Linked DNA regions of Mus musculus: all the other regions are linked to region 2. The links are chromatin contacts, called in public promoter capture Hi-C maps. All regions are on one chromosome and are shown on one strand. The core of a region is the stretch at or near the end of the contact, and the rest is flanking DNA. Distances in the headings are between cores, read along the strand shown.

The links. Promoter capture Hi-C pulls out the DNA fragments that hold promoters and counts their contacts. Capture Hi-C pulls out chosen DNA fragments and counts their contacts.
Region 1: a promoter capture Hi-C map of liver shows a contact between it and region 2. The contact joins the promoter of Anks4b here to the promoter of Acsm5 in region 2. A contact is called at or near these places in 2 of 39 promoter capture datasets (hematopoietic stem and progenitor cells and liver) and 1 of 484 Hi-C or Micro-C datasets (liver).
Region 3: a contact with region 2 is called in a promoter capture Hi-C map of hippocampal neurons, with 2.2 times the contacts expected there. The contact joins the enhancer-like site here to the promoter of Acsm5 in region 2. A contact is called at or near these places in 8 of 39 promoter capture datasets (the 3T3-L1 cell line, 3T3-L1-derived adipocytes, the HPC-7 cell line and 5 more) and 1 of 484 Hi-C or Micro-C datasets (cortical neurons).
Region 4: a promoter capture Hi-C map of neural stem cells shows a contact between it and region 2. The contact joins the promoter of Ccp110 here to the promoter of Acsm5 in region 2. A contact is called at or near these places in 4 of 39 promoter capture datasets (embryonic stem cells, hippocampal neurons, neural stem cells and 1 more) and 1 of 115 datasets of contacts at active chromatin or transcription factors (astrocytes).
Region 5: a promoter capture Hi-C map of liver shows a contact between it and region 2, with 3 times the contacts expected there. The contact joins the promoter of Crym here to the promoter of Acsm5 in region 2. A contact is called at or near these places in 2 of 39 promoter capture datasets (hematopoietic stem and progenitor cells and liver), 2 of 484 Hi-C or Micro-C datasets (embryonic stem cells and liver) and 1 of 9 other capture datasets (liver).

Annotation. Positions count from the first base shown.
Region 1 is chr7:120,172,558-120,175,989 of GRCm38.p6, forward strand. Anks4b (ankyrin repeat and sterile alpha motif domain containing 4B) reads left to right here and starts at 1,301. Exons shown (of 2, transcript NM_028085.2): 1 at 1,301-1,525. The coding sequence starts at 1,362.
Region 2 is chr7:119,524,923-119,528,590 of GRCm38.p6, forward strand. It overlaps Acsm5 (acyl-CoA synthetase medium-chain family member 5), which reads left to right and starts at 1,343. Exons shown (of 14, transcript NM_178758.3): 1 at 1,343-1,515; 2 at 3,497-3,668. The coding sequence starts at 3,516. It also overlaps a transcript of Pdilt not described here.
Region 3 is chr7:120,122,390-120,126,405 of GRCm38.p6, forward strand. No RefSeq gene overlaps it. Among named protein-coding and RNA genes, the nearest start is that of Zp2, 21 kb to the right of the region's middle. Within about 2 kb of position 2,297, at least 53 of the 459 cell types and tissues checked have an H3K27ac peak or open chromatin away from gene starts, as enhancers often do. A contact at or near this core is called in hippocampal neurons, where this site is marked.
Region 4 is chr7:118,710,875-118,714,473 of GRCm38.p6, forward strand. It overlaps Ccp110 (centriolar coiled coil protein 110), which reads left to right and starts at 1,669. Exons shown (of 15, transcript NM_001360794.1): 1 at 1,669-1,874; 2 at 3,232-3,374.
Region 5 is chr7:120,200,247-120,203,802 of GRCm38.p6, forward strand. Crym (crystallin, mu) reads right to left here and starts at 1,743. Exons shown (of 8, transcript NM_016669.2): 1 at 1,509-1,743; 2 at 831-981. The coding sequence starts at 1,678.

The sequences.
Region 1 (3,432 bases), core at 51-2,550, 650 kb after region 2:
AAGGGTGGAGCAGAGACCGAAGGAAAGGTCATCCAGAGACTGCCTTACCTAGGGATCCATCCCATCTGCAGACACCAAACCCAGACACTATTGCTGATGCCAAGAAGCACTTGCTGACAGGAGCCTGGTATAGCTGTCCTCCTGAGAGGCTCTGCCAGAGCTGGGAGCAGTACAGATGTGAATGCTCACAGTCAAACCATCAGATTGAGCACAGGGACCACAATGGAGGAGTTAGGGGAAGGACTAAAGGAGCTGAAGGGGTTTGCAACCCCATAGGAGGAACAACAATATGAACCAACCAGACCCACCAGAGCTCCTAGGGACTAAACTACTAACCAAAGAGAACACATGGAGGTACCCATGGCTCCAGCTGCATATGTAGCAGAGGATGGCCTTATCTGGCATCACTGGGAGGGGAGGCCCTTCGTCCTGTGAAGGCTTGATGCCCCAGCATAGGGGAATGCTAGAGAGGTGGGGCAGGAGTAGGTAGGTGGGATAGCACCCTTATGCAAGCAGGGGAAAGGGGAGATGGAATAGAGGTTTTCGGAGGGGAAACTGGGAAGGGGATAATATTTGAATTGTAAATAAACAAAATAACCAATTAAAAAACCCTAACATCAATTCCTCTCTTTCCTATAGCCTGGGTATTGCTACTTGAATCATTTAAAAATATCTATAAATATTAATCATATACATATATATGTATATATAATGACATATGTGTATTTATGTATAATAGAAATATTTATAAAAGATTTTTAAAAAAGAAAGTGCTGTTTCCTTTTTGTGACACTCTCTAGACCAAGCTTTTTTGTGGCAGTTCCTGGAGAGTGACCTGTTTGTCTTCTGGCCTGTCAATCGGCCTTCTCTCCTCCATGTTATAGCAAAGATTTCACAACTGTAAATTTACTAAGATCTTTTATTTTATACTTCAAATGGCTAAATTCAAGTTGTACAAATTAGACCCCCTAAAATCTATTAAAACACCCCTTCTCCCACCCAAGTGAACTTAAACAGTTCAGAGTTTTTTGAGATTATTTCCCATATTCTGTGAGTGGGTGGTCAGTATCACATCTGACACTAGTTAATGGACACAGTAAAGATTAAACGTGCTTCACCACACTCATGACACACCTGTCAGGCCTCAGTGGTCATTGCCATGGTTGGTCCCCAAAGGAAAGGCCCAAGTCCAGGATTGCAGGTCTTCCTGGCTGGCTGCCTTCCAAGGAGCAAGGCCGGAGTGAACTTTGGCCTGGGGTGATACTCCCCGTCACTGATTAACCAGCCCTGTTGGAAGACTGTGTTACCAGCTCTGCCTAGACAAAGACTCCTACCTGGCCAAGCTCTGGTGGGCAGAAAAAATGTCTACCCGCTATCACCAAGCAGCGAGTGACAGCTACCTGGAACTTCTGAAGGAGGCCACCAAGCGTGATCTGAATCTCTCAGATGAGGATGGCATGACACCCACTCTCCTGGCAGCCTACCACGGCAACCTCGAGGCCCTAGAAATAATCTGCAGTAGAGGGTGAGTGATTCCTGTTAGGGTATCCTGGGTGGGGAGTACCACACCGGCAGTAAGAGACAGAGACATCCACGAAGACATTTTACTTCTTTCTAGGCTCCCTAAGTCTTTGGCTTTTAGAGAAAGAGTCAAGACTAAGCTAGGTATGGTTTCTTTCCCTGTGAAAACAGCCATTTAGGAGTCACTCAGGCAGAGGGGTGGGGGTAGGCATTGGAACTATATGCCCTGAAAGTCATATCCATGGAATTGAAATGGTTAACTCCTTAAAAAGAGGTCACCATGCTTTTTGGTTCAGTCATCCTCCTTGGTTAGGACATGGCTTTATTTTACGTTTTCAATTGTGTCACTAAAAACTATCTTTTATGAACACTCGGCCTTGGTGTAAGCTGAATTTTTGAATGAAATTTCTGGCTTTACAAGCTATAAAATGAGTCTTCAATCTTCACACACACACATACACACACCATCCCTTACCTTTAAATTCAAGTCTTTGCTAACTCTTTTATTCTGCTTGTCCTGCTCATTGCCAGAGGGCTAGTCAGGGTAGGCAGCTACGACTTAAGATGGGCAGAAATGGAGCGAAAGAGGAGTCTGGGAGAATGAGAGGAGTGGGAGTGGGAGGACGGGAGGGGAGGTAAAGAGTAAGAGAGCCAAGTGATTCCAGGACAGTGCATATTTAGCATCTGGCAGGTGACAGTCCACCTCTCCTCCTTCTCTCTCCTTCTTCCTCTTTCTCTTTCTTCCACTCCTTCCTCCTCTGATTCCAATTCTTCTCATATATTTTTGGTGCTGCCCAGATGGTGCTGATCAACAGAACATCCTAGTGTTCCTGTGGCAATCAGATCTGAGAGGGGAAGCCAAGCGAGCGGCTTTGGGTAGATGTGATAAAGCTCGTGCCAGGGAAGGGAAATTAAGCTGACATTAGAAAGACAAGGAGCTGATCGAGGTGGAGGGAAGTGTTTTCCCCCTAAGGCAGAACACTGTGCATTCCGAGGATGGAAGACATTGAGCTTGGCTGGACCTGACCTGCACAGGGACAGAACCTAAGCCATAAGACCAGACTATCAGGAGCCTTGAGAATTCTGCTGAGAACTTCAATCTTCTCCTGAGAGCCTAGACACCACACCCTCTATTTACAAAGGAGGCCATCAGATAGATTTATGCTTATGAATATTGTTCTGGTGATTGTACAGTGGTCACAGAGAATGTCTAGGGACATTCAAGGTAAAGTGAAACTCACGTGGTAACACTGGGCGTGGGTAGACACAGAGATGTGAGTGACAGTTTGGATGTCAGAGAGTGATTGGATGTGGCAAGTAAAGGAAGACGAGGGTCAACATCCATGTTTGGATTAAACAGATTGCGGGTCTGGCCACCTCGTTGGACTGGGGAACATGTCAGAAAGAGCGTGCTCACTCTCTATACGGCATCTCCTGAAGCTTTATTCAAGTTAGGTCTTTCTTTTTTTTTTTTTGAGTTAATGTCTCAGTTTTGCTACAGCAGTGAAGTATGCAACACTCTCTATTTAATTTACACCTTTAGTATCATAACCAGCAAATTTATTTCTTAGGTTATCCCCCTATTTGTTACATTTTTTTTTCTAGTTGGCAGTGTTGTGATGATTGTTCTTCCACGTAAGTCCTGGTCCATACTTTTTTTTTTCCGAGTGCAAATTCTCAGAACTAAAGTTGTCAGTTGGCCTACACTTGTGCTATGATAACGAAATACCTCAGACAAGGTAACTCAGAGAGGATAAAACTTATTCTCATAATTTTAAGAGCAGCCAGGAAGTCTAAGATCAAGTTGGCAAGAAGTTTGGTACCTGGAGAGATCAATTTTCTGTTTCCATGATGGGTTCTTATGGCTGCCACCTCTAGGGAGGGCAAAGGTGGAGCCCCCCCTCCCCCATG
Region 2 (3,668 bases), core at 93-2,592:
CAGTCAGGGAGAAAGAAATGCTGCTCACGTGGACATGGGCCTGGTTGACCTGACGAGATCAGAGGAGGAACATGGCGTATGATTGCTACACAGCCTGTGTGACAACCCCTCATCCCCCTCTAGTGTTAAGAACAATGCTCTGAGGTCCTGTGCTGGGGTATGGGGACTTTGTCAGGTTAGATTTTATCCAAAAATACATACATACATACATACATACATACATACATACATACATACAATAAAAAAAGCAAAACACAGAAATCACTTTGAACTTATTACCCATGGAAAACCCCAACACAGTATCTGGCAGTGAAAAAATATTAAATGAATCTTCACCTTTGCTACTTGAGGACTCAACAAAGAATCACGACCTCTCCCAAATGAAGGAGTATTCTGAGTGCAGGAGTGCCAGAGTGCAGAGGATCCCAAATCTACACCCACGTGTCCTGATGTGCCTGTGTGAAGGGGAGACACACTGGGAATTAACTAAAACTACACAGCAACTAAAACTACACAGCATTAGAAAGGGGCCCGTCCTAGAGAGGGAGGAATGGTGGTCAGAGGAGGAGTGGCAAAAGACTGCTGGTGGAGACAGTTCTGGTCTGAGGGAGTCCCGGGGCTGTTCCATGTGAGACTTTAAGGTAGGATACCGTGTAGAAGGGGCATCTGGGCAGGAAGACTCAGGCATGGAGCTGCACTGTGCTGGAAACAATTACGGGGTGGGGTGGAGCACAAATTAACCTGTGGGAGCTTCGGAAGCTGGTTCTGGTGATAGCTACACTAATGGCATCCCAATGGCTGTGGATCAGGATGGTTTTTTGCTGCTGTTCTCAAAGAAGCAGCCTGCCTGCCTGCCATGCACCCATATCACAGCTTTGGCTTTAACCCTTGAGGAAGTAGGGAGCATTAGAAAGCTTTCTATTTGATCTCAACAGCTTTATTTAGGTAATATCCAGTTTTTTTTTCTTTCCAGTAAATTTATGTAATTGTCCTGCCTTGGCCCCCATCCAAGAGCCATTTTATTCGTTCAAAGAATCCTGCTCACATCCTTTGCCAAGCTATTCCTTCAGGGTCACATTTTTTATCTTTAAGCCCTGGGCAAAGGGTATTGGGGGTGCAGAAGGGGGCATTCAGGTGAAAAACAGATAGGATCTGGTTTATTGTCCTTTCTGTTAAAGCAGCATAAAGCTCTCATTTGAATTCCAGGGAGCACGTGTACTAGTGTGCCAGTCCCTAACAGGCTGACTCCAGGCCAAGGTTTATCTTGCAGGCACTGTTTGCCTGGGAAACCCTGGCAGGGAGCTGCTTTCACCAGCTCACAGTGTCCTGACCCTCTGAAACTTGAAGCTGCTGACTTCTAACCCTGTTTTCTCCAGGCTGTGCTTGGGGCTAAAGCTCCCTGTCCCAATCCTGCCTTCATCGCTTCTGGGGAAATCTTCTCAGGAGCTTTTAGGTCTGCCTTGCTGCTGCAGTGAAACGCAGATGCCTTTTGTGTACCTCAGATTTTAAAACAAGGTAACTGAGCAAGAAACCCTTCACTGGCACGTGCCACCTACCCAGAGACCTTTGGGGATTAAATCAAGGATAGGAATGGCACAATGTGACCTTAGGAAATTGTCAGGAAAGACCTGAAGGCTGTGGAGGTCAGCCATCAAGAAGGGAAGAGTCAAAGAAACGGGTGTGTGTGAGGCAGAATACAGGAGCGATGTCCGGGAGATCCGAGGCTCTAAACCCGGTGTTAGTGGCTACGAGCCAAAGGCTGAACCTAGACTTTTCTGGAAAGTGAGAGTCGGAAGTAACTGTTTCCCTTCTAAGCCGCCTCCTCTAATGAGGAAAGTAGAATTTGGGAGAGAGTTGTCACAGGGCTTCATGAAAAGCTTTTTGTGTAGTTCTTACCGTTGATCGAGCGCTTATGTTATTATACACAATAATGGGTTTCAGCGAGGCTTTTCAGACCCGGATAAAATGTGTTTTCATCCTAATCATCCTCGTTTCCACTCTTTGTCCCTTTCCATCCCCACTGATGCCCTCCTCCTCCTCCTGCTCCTCCTCCTCCTCTCCCTCCTCCTCCTCCTCCTCTCCCTCCTCCTCCTCTCCCTCTTCCTCCTTCTCAACTAGTCCCTCTCTGGCATTTTTGGTTTTTTAAGTTATTATTTCCTGAACCCAGTGAGTTTAATTAGAGTTACTTACAAAAGCATGGATAGTTTCAGGTGCATGGGCAATTTATTGATGTGAAATTGTTGTTGGGTTTTTTGTTTTTTGTTTTTGTTTTCGCAATATGCTCTGTGCACAGTCAGCCTTCAGTGGTTGTGGGAATGGGCCTTTCCTGCTGTTTAAACTATTATCATTGTCTTACTGTTACCCTGTTCTGTTATCACTAGAGGAATTTGCCCCAAGGGACTGAAACTGAAAGTGTCCCCAGGCTACAGATATCTCTGGGATCCTGTGAACATGCAGAGTCACACTCACAGGTGGGAGCCAAGGCACAGCTCTGGGGACCACTCATGCTCTAAGGTCCTATCCCCTGAACAGCAAGGCCCTAAAACAGCTCTGACCACTGGCAGCTCCTGGCACTTAAGAAACCTAGCTGTTGTGTTAGCCTCAAGTGCACACTCTGCTTGCAGTCTCGGTACAAAAGACAAGTGATATGTTGTTCACATGCCTGGCTAAGTACCATATATATTATCTAATTTGTTTCCTTTTTACTTCCCTGCATCTCAGTGCTATAAATCTCTGTGTGGCATGTGTGGCTAGCATTTTGGTTCTACTGGGCAGAGTTGAGCTGTTTGAGATGACGTCATATACTGCACAAATTAGCTGAAATGTCCCACTGTGGCCTCTAATTATTTACCAGTTGAAACATACCAGTGGCTATGTAATTATTTACCAGTTGAAACAGTTAAGAAGTGGGTTAAGAACCTAGGGAGATAATTCAGTCAACAAAATCTTTGTCCTGCAAATATGAGGGCCTAATTCTATCCCAGAACCTATATGGAGGAGCTGGAGACAGGAGGACTCCTGGGGTGCACTGGCCAGCCAGCATAGCCTAACTGATCAGTTATAAGACAATGAGAGATCTTGCCTCAAAGGGGGGGGGGCAGTGCCTAAAAAAACAACAGTCAAGGCTTCCATATGCACCTAAACACACACACCTAAGCACACATGTGTATCTAAAAACACATACACAATCCATATACACAAACACATAAAACGCATGTTGATTGCTTTTAAAACAGCAAAATTACTGTCATTGGGGGATCCCCTTGAAGGCCTAAGTTTTAAGAACTGGGCTGTGAATGGATGGTCTCAGATACATGCAGACCCTGATACAGAGAGAGGTAGGAGAGGACTTCCCGTTCAGAGAAGAGACACTTCCAGTGTCACAGCCGAATGACTGTCAGTATGAGCTACACTGCCACACACATGGCTGGTTACAGACTCCTCCTCAACCCAAATTCCAGAATTCAACATTATACCCTCTCCTCTTTGGTGACAGGCAGAAGTTGATAGAAGTCATGAGGTTGTGGCTAAGAGGCCTGGCCTGCCAGGCTCTGAGGAGTTCCTGGGGAGTCTGCAGGATTCACACACAGCCACCACCTCCCCCGATCCCTGAGGTGGTAGCTACCTGGGAAGCCATCAGCCTGGGGAGGCAGCCAGTGCCCGAGTAC
Region 3 (4,016 bases), core at 1,047-3,546, 600 kb after region 2:
TATTGAACATCTCTTTACTTCATGTGAGGGTCTGACCTGTGTATACTGCTGACCAGCCCAACTGGGTTCTTAGGCTTCAGTTTTGGAGAGCATGGAGGTCCCTGGCTTTGCTCCCAAGATTGGGGTCAATTATCACTTGTATTTGTACTTTGTTTATTTATTACTGATTAATAACCTGCAACAACTATTGGCATAAAAGAACATAGCAATTTTAGCAGAGTTGCCCTGGATTCTTCTCTGAGGCATGTCTAGGGAAGGAGCTACATCCAAGTATACATGGCCACGGGTCACATCTAATTCCTTGAGGGCTACAGACTGAGGGCCACAGTTCCTTGCTACATGTCTGTCTCCTGTGACAGCTCACAAAGTGACAGTCTCTTGTTTTCAAAACACCAAGGAGAAGAGACTTAGCAATTACATGAATTACATTTCTTGCCATGTGTATACACAATCACATATATCTTGTCATGGTTCCTATTCTCTAGAAGTAAGTCTTGGGAATGCCCCACACTAAGGAGAAGGCAAGGGAACCAGAGATGGGTCACGGCTTCCCCTAGCATCTGTAAGAGACTGTGATGAGTGCACAGAATAGAGGTGAAGGGCTGATAAAGATGAGGCCACTGCAACTACAGAGATTAGGTAGGTATAGCTCTGTGACTAAAAGAATGACAGGCTGTAGGTGTGGCTCTGGCTATGGTGGGAGGTGTTCCTGGGGCACAGTGGCCCTAAGTCTTGAAGGCAGGAAAGAACTTAGTGTGGCTGGGCATGGAAAGAATGAGAGTGGAAAAGGAACAGAGATCCACACCACAGCACTGAGAGGGAGGCACTGCAGGCTCCTATATGGAAAAATGCTGTGGTCAGACATCCAGGTGTTCATTACTTTTTTTTTTTTTCTGTTTACCTGTCTCCCCTCTGCCCCTTTTCTCCTCCCTGTTTTCCTTCTCTCCTTCTCCCTCTGCCTCCCTCACTCACTCACTTGCTTCCTCATTCTTCCCTCCCTCCCCCCAGTTCCTCCCTCTCTCCCTTCTTCCTGATAGGGAACTTCTATAATGACTTCTATATAGTCAAATATGACTTCAAATTCTAGCTCCTTCTGCTCCAGCCTCTGTATAGTATAGATTATATTTGGATTATATTGTAATCTACGCCCAGATCAGATTTAGGATTGTTGTGACTCACAGCCAAAGGTCTGGGGACAGGAAGGCCACTTAAGAATCTGCAAAGGCTGGGGACACGGGATGGCTGTGGGTTTGGCTTACACTTGGCGGAAGGGGATGAAGATCTTTCTTGTGTGGACATCTAGAGGTGTTGGTTGGTTGGTTGGTGTAGGTGGAAAAGAAAAGGGGAACACAAAGTTGACATCTAGATATTTAGCTCTAACCAGTGGGTGGTGGTAGCTAGTGATACTATTTCCTGAGATGGGGACTATGTGGAAAAGCCTACATCCCAGATTGCCCCTATTAGTCCAGCTATGTCATCTGACACCAAGAAGATGTTCCAAGTAGATTGCTGGCTTAGAGCAGGGTCTCAGCTGGGACACAAGATTTGGGCATATTTACAGTGCTTTGCGCAACCCGTCCGGGGAGGCTTCTCAGCTACTAGGCAAGAGCTTTTCAAAACACATTTCTGATTATGTAAACACTCTTGCTCCAGACTCAGCCAAGTTCAAATGCTTTTCCACAGCACTTAGAAGCACTAGACCCTCCTGTTCATGAGCAGACCAATTGTTTTCCTCGGCCTGCTTATTGTTCTTAAGCATCAGCATTTAGTTCACAGAAAGGAAGCCAAGGTTTGGCGATTAAGTGACTCTCTGAATTCATCCAGGAAGCACGGCATCTAAATCAAGACTAGGTTAACTTAGCCTCATGCCATAGAAGCTGCTGGCCTTTTATACACAATCTGAAGAATAGCTCACTGGAAAGGCGACCAGGGCCCACGCAAGAGAACTTTAGCTTTACACAGTAAATAATTTTACCTTTCTGTCCAGAAAAGTTTGTTTTGTTTAGCTTTGAGCACTTGCTGTGTGCTGAGTGCTGTCTCCAGTCTGCATGCTTCCAGTCAGTGCAAACTCCTGTCCACTTTAAAGGGGAGGAAGTGTAAAGGTTGAGATCTTTGGCTGCCTAAGAGCAGTTTGGGATGTGGGACTCAAACACAGGTTGCCTGCTTGAAAAACTCACCCCCGGAACCAGTATGAGTTCCTCTACCTGCCTTTGAGGTCTTTTGGGGTAGGTATGTGTTCCCAGGCATGTGAAGTTCCCAGGCAGCAGAGTGTCCATGACCTTTGTTGTTACGTAGAATGGCTCCAGGGGTCACTGGTTTCATATTGTAAATGTTTAGTTTCCCATGGAGTAGTGCCCATAATAGCAGTGTGTCAAAAACCATCTCTTTGTGGCTTCCATTGAAACCATGGGTGCTGTAGCTTCCACCTGGAGATGGAGAGAGAGAGAGAGAGAGAGAGAGAGAGAGAGAGAGAGAGAGAAAGTGCCATCCTCCCCCACTCACCCGAAGTTTGTTTTTAAGCCAGTAGAGGGAGCCAACATCACAGCCAACTGAAGCCAGCCACCAGATTACAGACCAGCTGTGAAAGCAGAGCGACTGAGTGACTGGCCCTGCTTTGACTGTGGCAGGCACAGTGTGAGCTTTGGCACTGTCTACTCCCCGAGAAGCCAGGTGGAAAGCATCTTCTCCACCATCCCTGATGTCATCAGCAAGCCTGAGACCCAGGGAGGACAACAGTTGACCCAGGGCCATGCTGCAAGTCTCCAGTCTATAGCACTGACTTTGTGTCATGTTTCCTGGCTCCTGAGTTCAGGAGCTAAGACACTGCAGTACTATCTGGTCTGAACCAAGCTTCTTTTCATAGTTGGTCCTTGGTTTCTGTGGGTTCTGTGTCCTTGGATTCAACCAAGCATGGATGAAGAGTATCTGAAAGAAAAGTGTGTCTGTGCTGGACATTCACAGGCTTTTTATTGTTATTTCCTAGTTGATACAACAAGCCTTTACATAGCACTCACAGTTATTAGGTCTTAAAATCACTATTCTAAGTAATGAGGTATGTGTAGGTTTTATACTAATATGGCTTCTTCTATAAGAGTGTGGTGTGACTTTATCTGGAGAAACATGAGAAAATGTCTACTCTCAGATATGACATAACTGTTACTTCTAGGGGTTTGGATTGGGTTCGTTTTCTCTGCCAATTAAAGAATTAAAAGGCAAAAAAAAAAAAAAAAAAAAAAAAAAAAAAAAAAAAAAAAAACTTGAGAACAACGGGAAGCAGCAAAGGAAATCTGAGACTCAGCTGGTGAAGAAAGAATTTTATTAAAGGTAAGGAAATTTGAGCTCGAGAGCGCACACACACACACACACACACACACACACACACACACAGCAGACCAGTCTGATAAGTTCAAGGTCTGGTTAAACAAAGTTGTGGGTCTGTCAGCATCCCTTTGTTTAAACTGACCAACTCTAAATTAAGGAAAGGAGAATACCCCATCCCCATTCCAGCTAACCAAAGACCCTTAAAGCCCCCAGCCCCTCAGGCTTCAGGAGAGGGGCACGGGCGTGCGCGTGCGTGCGTGTATGCCTGTGAGTGTGTGTGTGTGTGTGTGTGTGTGTGTGTGTGTGTGTGTTGGGGGATTACTGGCCAGAAAGGAAGCCCTCTAGGTCTTTGTCTCAAGCTGCTAGGTCCTTTTCACAGGTCAGGATGGTAAGGAAGAAGCCAGAAGTTTGCTATCTTTATTATTTATCTGTGGCCCCCCTATTGTCTGTCTAACTTGTAGTCTAATGGCAGACCAAGAATCATGATTAAAATAGCCATGCTTGGTGAATCTGTGCATTTACTGGGGCCACTTAAAGGAGCAAGGATGAGGGATTGTGTGCAGGAGCCTGGGCAGCTCAAAGGCAACTTCATCATTTAAAAGCGCATCTCAGTGTGGGTGGCGAGAGTCACATCAGCTGCATCCCTGGAGCTCACTGCCCAAACAGTCATCTCTGTGAAAGAGTCTGTCTCCCCT
Region 4 (3,599 bases), core at 419-2,918, 810 kb before region 2:
CCTGTGCCTGCAGAGCAGGTTAAGCAAATGTTTGTTCCTTCCCCACCTGCTCAAAAAGAAAAGGCAAGATGCCTTGGCAAAGGTCACATAGCCTTGACCTTTTCAATGTCAACTGCGTTAGTTTCTAGTGTGGCTTTTTGCATAATAAAGAGCTGGGGTAGAAGGACTGACAGAGGCAAAAGACATGGAAGTAGAGCAGAGAACTATAATAGCAGAGAACTTGGCTTGAGTTAGATGTGCTAACCGAGAGACTGCCCCAGCAAACAAGCCAACATCCTTATACTATACACAGGTCTCCAAGTCTTTATTATTAAGTTATAAGTGGAACCCCCACCCCAAAGCCCCACATTACATTGTCCTCAAGATTAACAGAACATGTCTGGACCTTGGACTCCATTTCAGGGCTCACTCACTGCTATGGGGCACTCTTGTCTCTGTCAGCTTTGTCCCTCACACCATGGTCCCCTCATGCCACCCTTCTTGAGGCACTGCCTCTGTTAAAGCCTTTGCCTGAGAGCCCATTCTCTGCGTCCCAGTGTTTCACTGGGATAGTGCTAGTGGGACAGATCTCACCTCTTGATACCCATCATCCCATGATTCCTCTGCCTCCAGCTCTTAGCCTACCTTTTTATTTTTATTTTTTGGCATGAGTGTATATATATATATATATATATATATATATATATATATATATATATACACACATGTACATATGTATAGGGAGACCAGAGATATCCATCTCTGTTGGGTATCTTTTTCAGTCAATTTCCACCCTAATTTTTGAGGATCTCATTGAAACTGGCTAGAATGGCCGGCCTGAGATCGCCAGGGAGTTCCTATTTCTATATCCCCAGGACTGGCAATTATAATTTTTAGCCAGGACTCAGAGCCTTTTTAGGGGAGTGTTCAGGCTCTGAACTCAGGTCCTCATGCTTGAGTGGCAAATGCTTTAGTGACTGAGCATCTCTCTAGATGACCCTTTCCTCCTATTAGAGATTTTTGTACCAGGTGCAGTATAAGAGTTTTCTCTGTTATGCCTCACAACCACTCTTGGTAGGCTCTTTAAAATTCCCACTATACATAAACAAAAATAAGCACCAGGAGGACGGCAAAGCCCAGTTATAGAATGGAAATGGTGTCATTAAATCAAAAAAGCTCTTAGTGAGTAATTTAGGTAAGAACTGATAAAAAATATTGGTGGATTTTTTTTTTTTGCCAACTTGAAGTTATCTTTTCCTCTGTATATTCCCCGCAACTGATCTGCAAAGAAGTGCAAATATATTAAAGCCTTGAGTTGGTGTCTGCGATTCAGCCACATTTTTCATTTATAGGGAAAACATGGGTGAATGTTGTACATTTTCCATCGACCAAACAGGAGACTATCTCTATACAGACAGACAGACGGACGGACGGACGGACAGACAGACAAACAAAAATACCCGACAACTTCCCAGGAACACTTTTGGGGTTTAAGGCCCTGAGGAGACTTTCTATGGTAATTTATAGTCAAAGCCCTTAGTTTGCAGTGAAGACTACTCTTCCCAGCGTGCATCTCGATTGCGTAAAGCTCATGTAAGCGCTTGCTGATGACCGCAGTGCACTTTGGGAATTGTAGTCTATGGAGGCCCAACCGCTTCAACTGCCCGCCAAACAGCCACCGGAAGTACCGGCCCTGAGGGGTGGAGTTGAGCTGGTGGCGGCGGCAGCGGTTGCCAGGATCCCGCGTTGCCGCCTGAGGGACCCGTAATATGGCGGGGAGGAGGAGGAGGAGAAGGCGGAGGACCTAGATGCGCTCTGTCTAAACCGACTGAGGCCTTTGCTTACAGAGGAGGCTGGTCCACGGGCAGAGAAGCTGACCGGGCAGTAGGTGTCAGGTGTGTGCAAGAGGACTGGGTTCGTTTTCCTACGGGTCTAGGCTGAGGTGAGACCCGGCATTGGTGTCCCGAGGGACAGAAGGCCGGCGTTCCGGACCCGGTTTGGCTTCCCTCGGTCACGAGCCCTTGAAGGCATCGGGAATGGGGAGGCGGGAGTTGAGGACCGGGGTCAGGGGGACTTGGAGGGGATGCTTGGATGCTGGCTCCGCCCAGTGAAGCATCCTGCGCTGAAGAGTAGGCACTTCATGGTGACTTCAGTTTGGTGTCGGAGGTAGTGTAGGAGGAGATGGAGGCGTCCCCCGGGGTGTGCACTGGCCATTTCTAAATACTGGTTACCGCAACCAAAGGCCCATAGGAGCGCTGTTTACACCAGCTTTGCCACTCTGGGGCATCTGCAGGATAATGTAGCTGGTTCTCTCAGACACCCATGATGCTGTTAAGTGGTTCCTACCTTAAGAGATGGATTTGGATGAGAAAGCCCTTTCTCATGTTTTCAAGTCACATTTGAGTCTCAGGAAGAACCAAAAATTGTCTCTTCTCCAAGAGTTCACACGGAGGTGATAAAAACACCATTATATCCTCCGTTTGGAAGCAGCTTCCACTTACTGATGCTTCTATTTGTCCTACATACAGTCCTGCGATTGCTGTCTGTGCCTTAGCTCATTGTTTTCTCATAAAATCGCCTTGAGACAGAGCCCCACTTTATAGATGGTGGGGTCCAGGGATATTAGCCTACCATGAATGTACGAACAGCTAGTATGTCCTTAAACAGCATATCTTTCTCCCTTTACAGACTCTGTAGGAAGTTTATGTGTTTGTGGAAAAACTTAGTGGTAAGCAGCCAGCCTTGGAAGCTGTGTTACCTTCGCCTTTCCTTTCAGTGACATTTCTGAGTACAGGTTATGAATAAGTAGATAGGAGCCATGAGGCTATAGGGTTTGCCAAGAGACTTCCTGGACAAAGGTCACTTGTAATTAGGTAGAAATGGAGTAGAAAAGGCATGCCTGGACCTGCTGAGGCTGGTGTGAATGTAAGTGGACCATGGACCAGTAATGCCTGATGCTAAAGTATGGGGTGGTAGGTTTGAGGTTGGGATCACCTTGTCATCAAGACTCCCTTAAAATAAACCTTGCTTGCAAGTGGTAACTGGTGTGAGAAATGTAGTGCCCTCTTGCACAATTGTAGAATCCCGGACTCTCTTTTTAATGACTACTTTTGCAATTGAGAGGTACCTAGTTCTCTGGGAATAGGGTTGTTCTCCAAGTTGCCATTCTCAGAATTCTCTTCATTCTGCTAGTCTTGCTTTACATTGCTTGATCTATTTGCCCTAATTAATTTATTCAATAATTGTCTGAAGTGCCTACCACGTGCTGACACCATTGTGTGTCATGGCGAACCAGTGAGCAAGACTGAGAAGGTACCTGTTCTTATGGAGTTTACGTTTTGGTGGAAGAAGATACACAAAACCCCAGGAAATAAACGAGATCATTTCAGATAGTGGTAAGTACTCTGGAAGCTGGGAAACATCAAGGTGATGTGCTAGTGATTGAGGTAGGGGAATTAGGATGGGCTGAAACTGAAGGTTAGGAAGGTCCAGTCATGCGCTGGATCTTCTGGAGCGTTCTCCAGTCTCACATGAGCACTGGAGCTTGAATGTCCAATTCATTGTCCCGCTGTACGTTACTCTGTTACTGTAGCTTTGCAGTGTGTGGGGGACCACTCAAG
Region 5 (3,556 bases), core at 493-2,992, 680 kb after region 2:
GAAGGACTCTAGGAGGTAAGAGTATCAACACCACGGTCAATCAAGTGGACCTAGGAGCGATCTCACTTCCCGGCTGTGTGACCTCAAACCGAGGGTCTCACCTAAGCCTCAGAAATCTCAACAAAACTTAACAGGAAATGCCCAGTTCATATTCAGCACTTGACAGGCTGAGGCAGGAGGATTTCATATGTGTGTGTGTGTGTGTGTGTGTGTGTGTGTGTCCTGGGACACAAAGCAAGCAAGCAAACAGATAAAGCAGTAGAACTTAGTCCAGCCTTGCTTCTTATTAGGGGGTTCAGTTGAGCACAGCTGTTGCATCCCTGAAGTGGGGTAACAATATCATGTTGCTCCTGGGTAGTTTTAATTGTACAGGTAATGTGCTTAGAGTTCCACATCTCCCCAATTGCTCGGTAAATGTGAGTTACTGCTCCTGTTATACCTTGCTAGATGATAAAGATAGATGTCAGGAAGACACCCACAGGTTACTGTGTCTTTTCCTCCATACAGGGAGGGCTTCAATGAATAAAAGTCCCTTCAGCTACTGCTTTAGTTCAAGCTGCGCACTTGGTGTATCTGAGCGTGTTACAAGACCATAAGCATGAACAACAGGATCGTTACTTCTACAGCCACACACTCGCCACCGCTATAGGCACAAGCGGCCCTAGAAACAGGTGCTGTCACGGATCACCATTGATGTCTCCTGTCTGGTCGCTTGCAATCATATTACTTCTCACTAGCGTCTAGGCTTAATTCTGGGCCCAAGGAACACTCTCTATTCCAGGGGAGGCTTCCTCTACCCTCTCTGCCCCAGAGGAGAAGAGACTGCTCACCGCCAGCAGGGAGCCATTGCTGGGATCAAAGAGAAGCACCGATGCCTGATGGGAGGGGACCGCTGTGTTGCTGTGGCCCTCATAGAAGGTGACTAACTTGGTGGTGAGCGCATCCTCAGCAGCACTGTAGGCAGGCATGACTCCCAGGAAGCTGAGAGAGAGAGAGAGAGAGAGAGAGAGAGAGAGAGAGAGAGAGAGAGAGAGAGCGCAATTTCAACTCCTTCCAGTCAATGCTGAGTGTTCAATGAAGTCCCGTTCATCTTCCCTCCTCCATTAATGCTGTGCTGGCACGCCATTCCGTTTGCGCTCATTCCTCTGCCCTTCTGCCCTTCCCTGAGGCTGGACTCACGGTCTGGCTCTGGACCAGAAAGCCATCACACAGCTCAGCCACTTCTTGGCTCTGTAAGCTTCCGCAAATCGCTCTACCTCTCAGTTTTCAACTAGCAGAGCAACAGCCCTGGTACCTCCCTTTCCAAGGACAGGGAGTTGAATTACAGCAGGTGGCACCTGAAAAGCGCTTTCTTGGTAGAAGCCCGGTGGGTTAGTGCCCCTTAAGTAGCAGCTGTTATTAGCAGAGATCAACAAGCCCTCTCCTCCCTTCTCCTATCGCTTTCCTCAGCGTCCCTTCGCGCCTTTCTTTCCCCTTTCTCCCATCCCCTTCTGGTCCCTTACACTCACCCTCGGTGCTTGGCTACAGGCACCACGGTGCGCACTGGCTGCATGACCCCTCCGTCGGGACCTTTGGAGAAGTTGGCCAGTGCGGCCTCCAGGGGTGGGATGAGAAGGCTGGAGCTGCGAAGGTGATCCTGCACCTCCTCTGCGCTCAGGAACGCTGGCGCCCGCTTCATCTCGCCGCCTGCCTTCGAACCCGGGCTGAAACACACTCCACGTTCCAGGAGCTGAGCCCTAAATGAGCGGACTGCCTGAGTAGCAGTGTTGGGCGGGCCTCCTGGGGCGGAGCATCGCCGCCCCTGCCGCCCCTCGGGCCGCGCCCCTGCCGCCCACCCCAACTCCTTGGATTCCAGGGCTTTCTCCCTAAGATTGGAATCAAGGCGGCAGGCTGGGAGTGATGATTCTTGAGTCAGCTGTTCCCATTCCTGTAATTAGCCAACTGACATTCCTGGGCACGCTGTGTGTGTGTGTGTTTGTGTGTGTGTGTGTGTGTGTGTGTGTGTGTGTGTGTGTGTGTGTGTAGAGGACTTTCTGGTTCCACCTTGCTCTTCCACACCAGATCCCCTGGGGGTAGTATTGTGAGAAAGGCAGATGAGAAGGGGCTTGGAGGGTTTTGTTATAGTTTTAATTTTGTCTATTTCTGGAGTTTCTTCTATTCCCAATCTCCTTCCCACACCACCCCTAGTCCTTAACTGTTGCGTTAAACGTAAAGTTGACCCAGGTTAAACAAAACAACCTTCACCTTGAAGTCTCAGACAAGGGTAATGGCTTCCATCATGTAAAGAGCCAAAATGCAGTCTGTGTATTTGTTTTCCCCAAGGAGTTCATATTGTATTTAAAAGCAGGACTCTAGGCAGTGATGCCTAATGTTCTACTATTGATGGAGTAGTGACGCCTAACCTTGACCAGTAATTGGAGAAAGTGCTTCCGGGAACTCAAAGAAAATAGACTATTCTGCCCCAGAGTGGTAAGGTGTCAGGAAGGAGCAAAGAAAACTAGGGCTGCAAATACTCATAGCAGGAACAGCCTATCTCGTTTGACTACATCAACAGTCACCGAGGTATGCAGATGCTCTTGTTAGCTCCAGGGTTTGTCCAAGGTCATCCTGGGAGTCCGCAGCAGTTAGGTTTCATTTGGGGCATGTGTGTGTGTGTGTGTGTGTGTGTGTGTGTGTGTGTGTGTGTGTATGTGTGTGTCATGTGTGCACATTTCCAAGGAAGCCAGAAGAGGGCATCAGATCTCCTGGAACTGGAGGTTACAGGTGTAAGCCACCCTACATGGATACTATGAAGTGAACTAGGGTCCTCTAGAAGAGCTCCAACAGCAGAGTCATCTCGGCTGCCCGTTTTGTTTTGTTTTGTTTTGTTTTGTTTTGTTTTGTTGAGACAGGGTCTCACCTAGGCCACCCCCGGCTTCAAAATTCCTATGTAGTCAAGGCTTGGCCTTGACTTCCCAAATGCTAGGACAACAGGTGTACACCACCAGAGCCAGCTTTAATTTTTATTACTATTAAAACAATACAACTATTATTAAGTGTAGTAATGACTTTCGAGAAAGACTACTATTAATAAACTCAGTAGTAATGTAGGGGAAGCTGCTGCGTCTCTTCCCCGCCTTCCCTGAAGCAGTATCTCTGCCTGGGGAAATTTTCTGCTGCCCCCTACAGATCTAGAAAGAAGTGGGTCATGTCACTTGCTGCTCCCTAGACTGATACCAACACACTAAAGGTGAGAGTGCAGCAAAACAGTCCAGTCCCCAGGCTGCAGCAATATCGAGTCAGCAAGGCTTACTGGACACACAGAGTAGGTAAGCCAATGCTCAAGAGAAATATTAAAACAGCAAAAATTAAAAGATAAAAAATAAAAAGATAAAAATTAACCAAAGGAGAACAACAGTGAACAATATCAAAAATTAAATAGAAGTTAGAATAGCGGAGCTTCTCTTTTGCTGTGGATGGACGGACTCTAAGACAGCTTCTAAGCACATACGTACACAAAAAGATTGGAAATGTACGAAAGTTTTTATCTGGACCTCTGAGTTCTGCTATCGCTTCA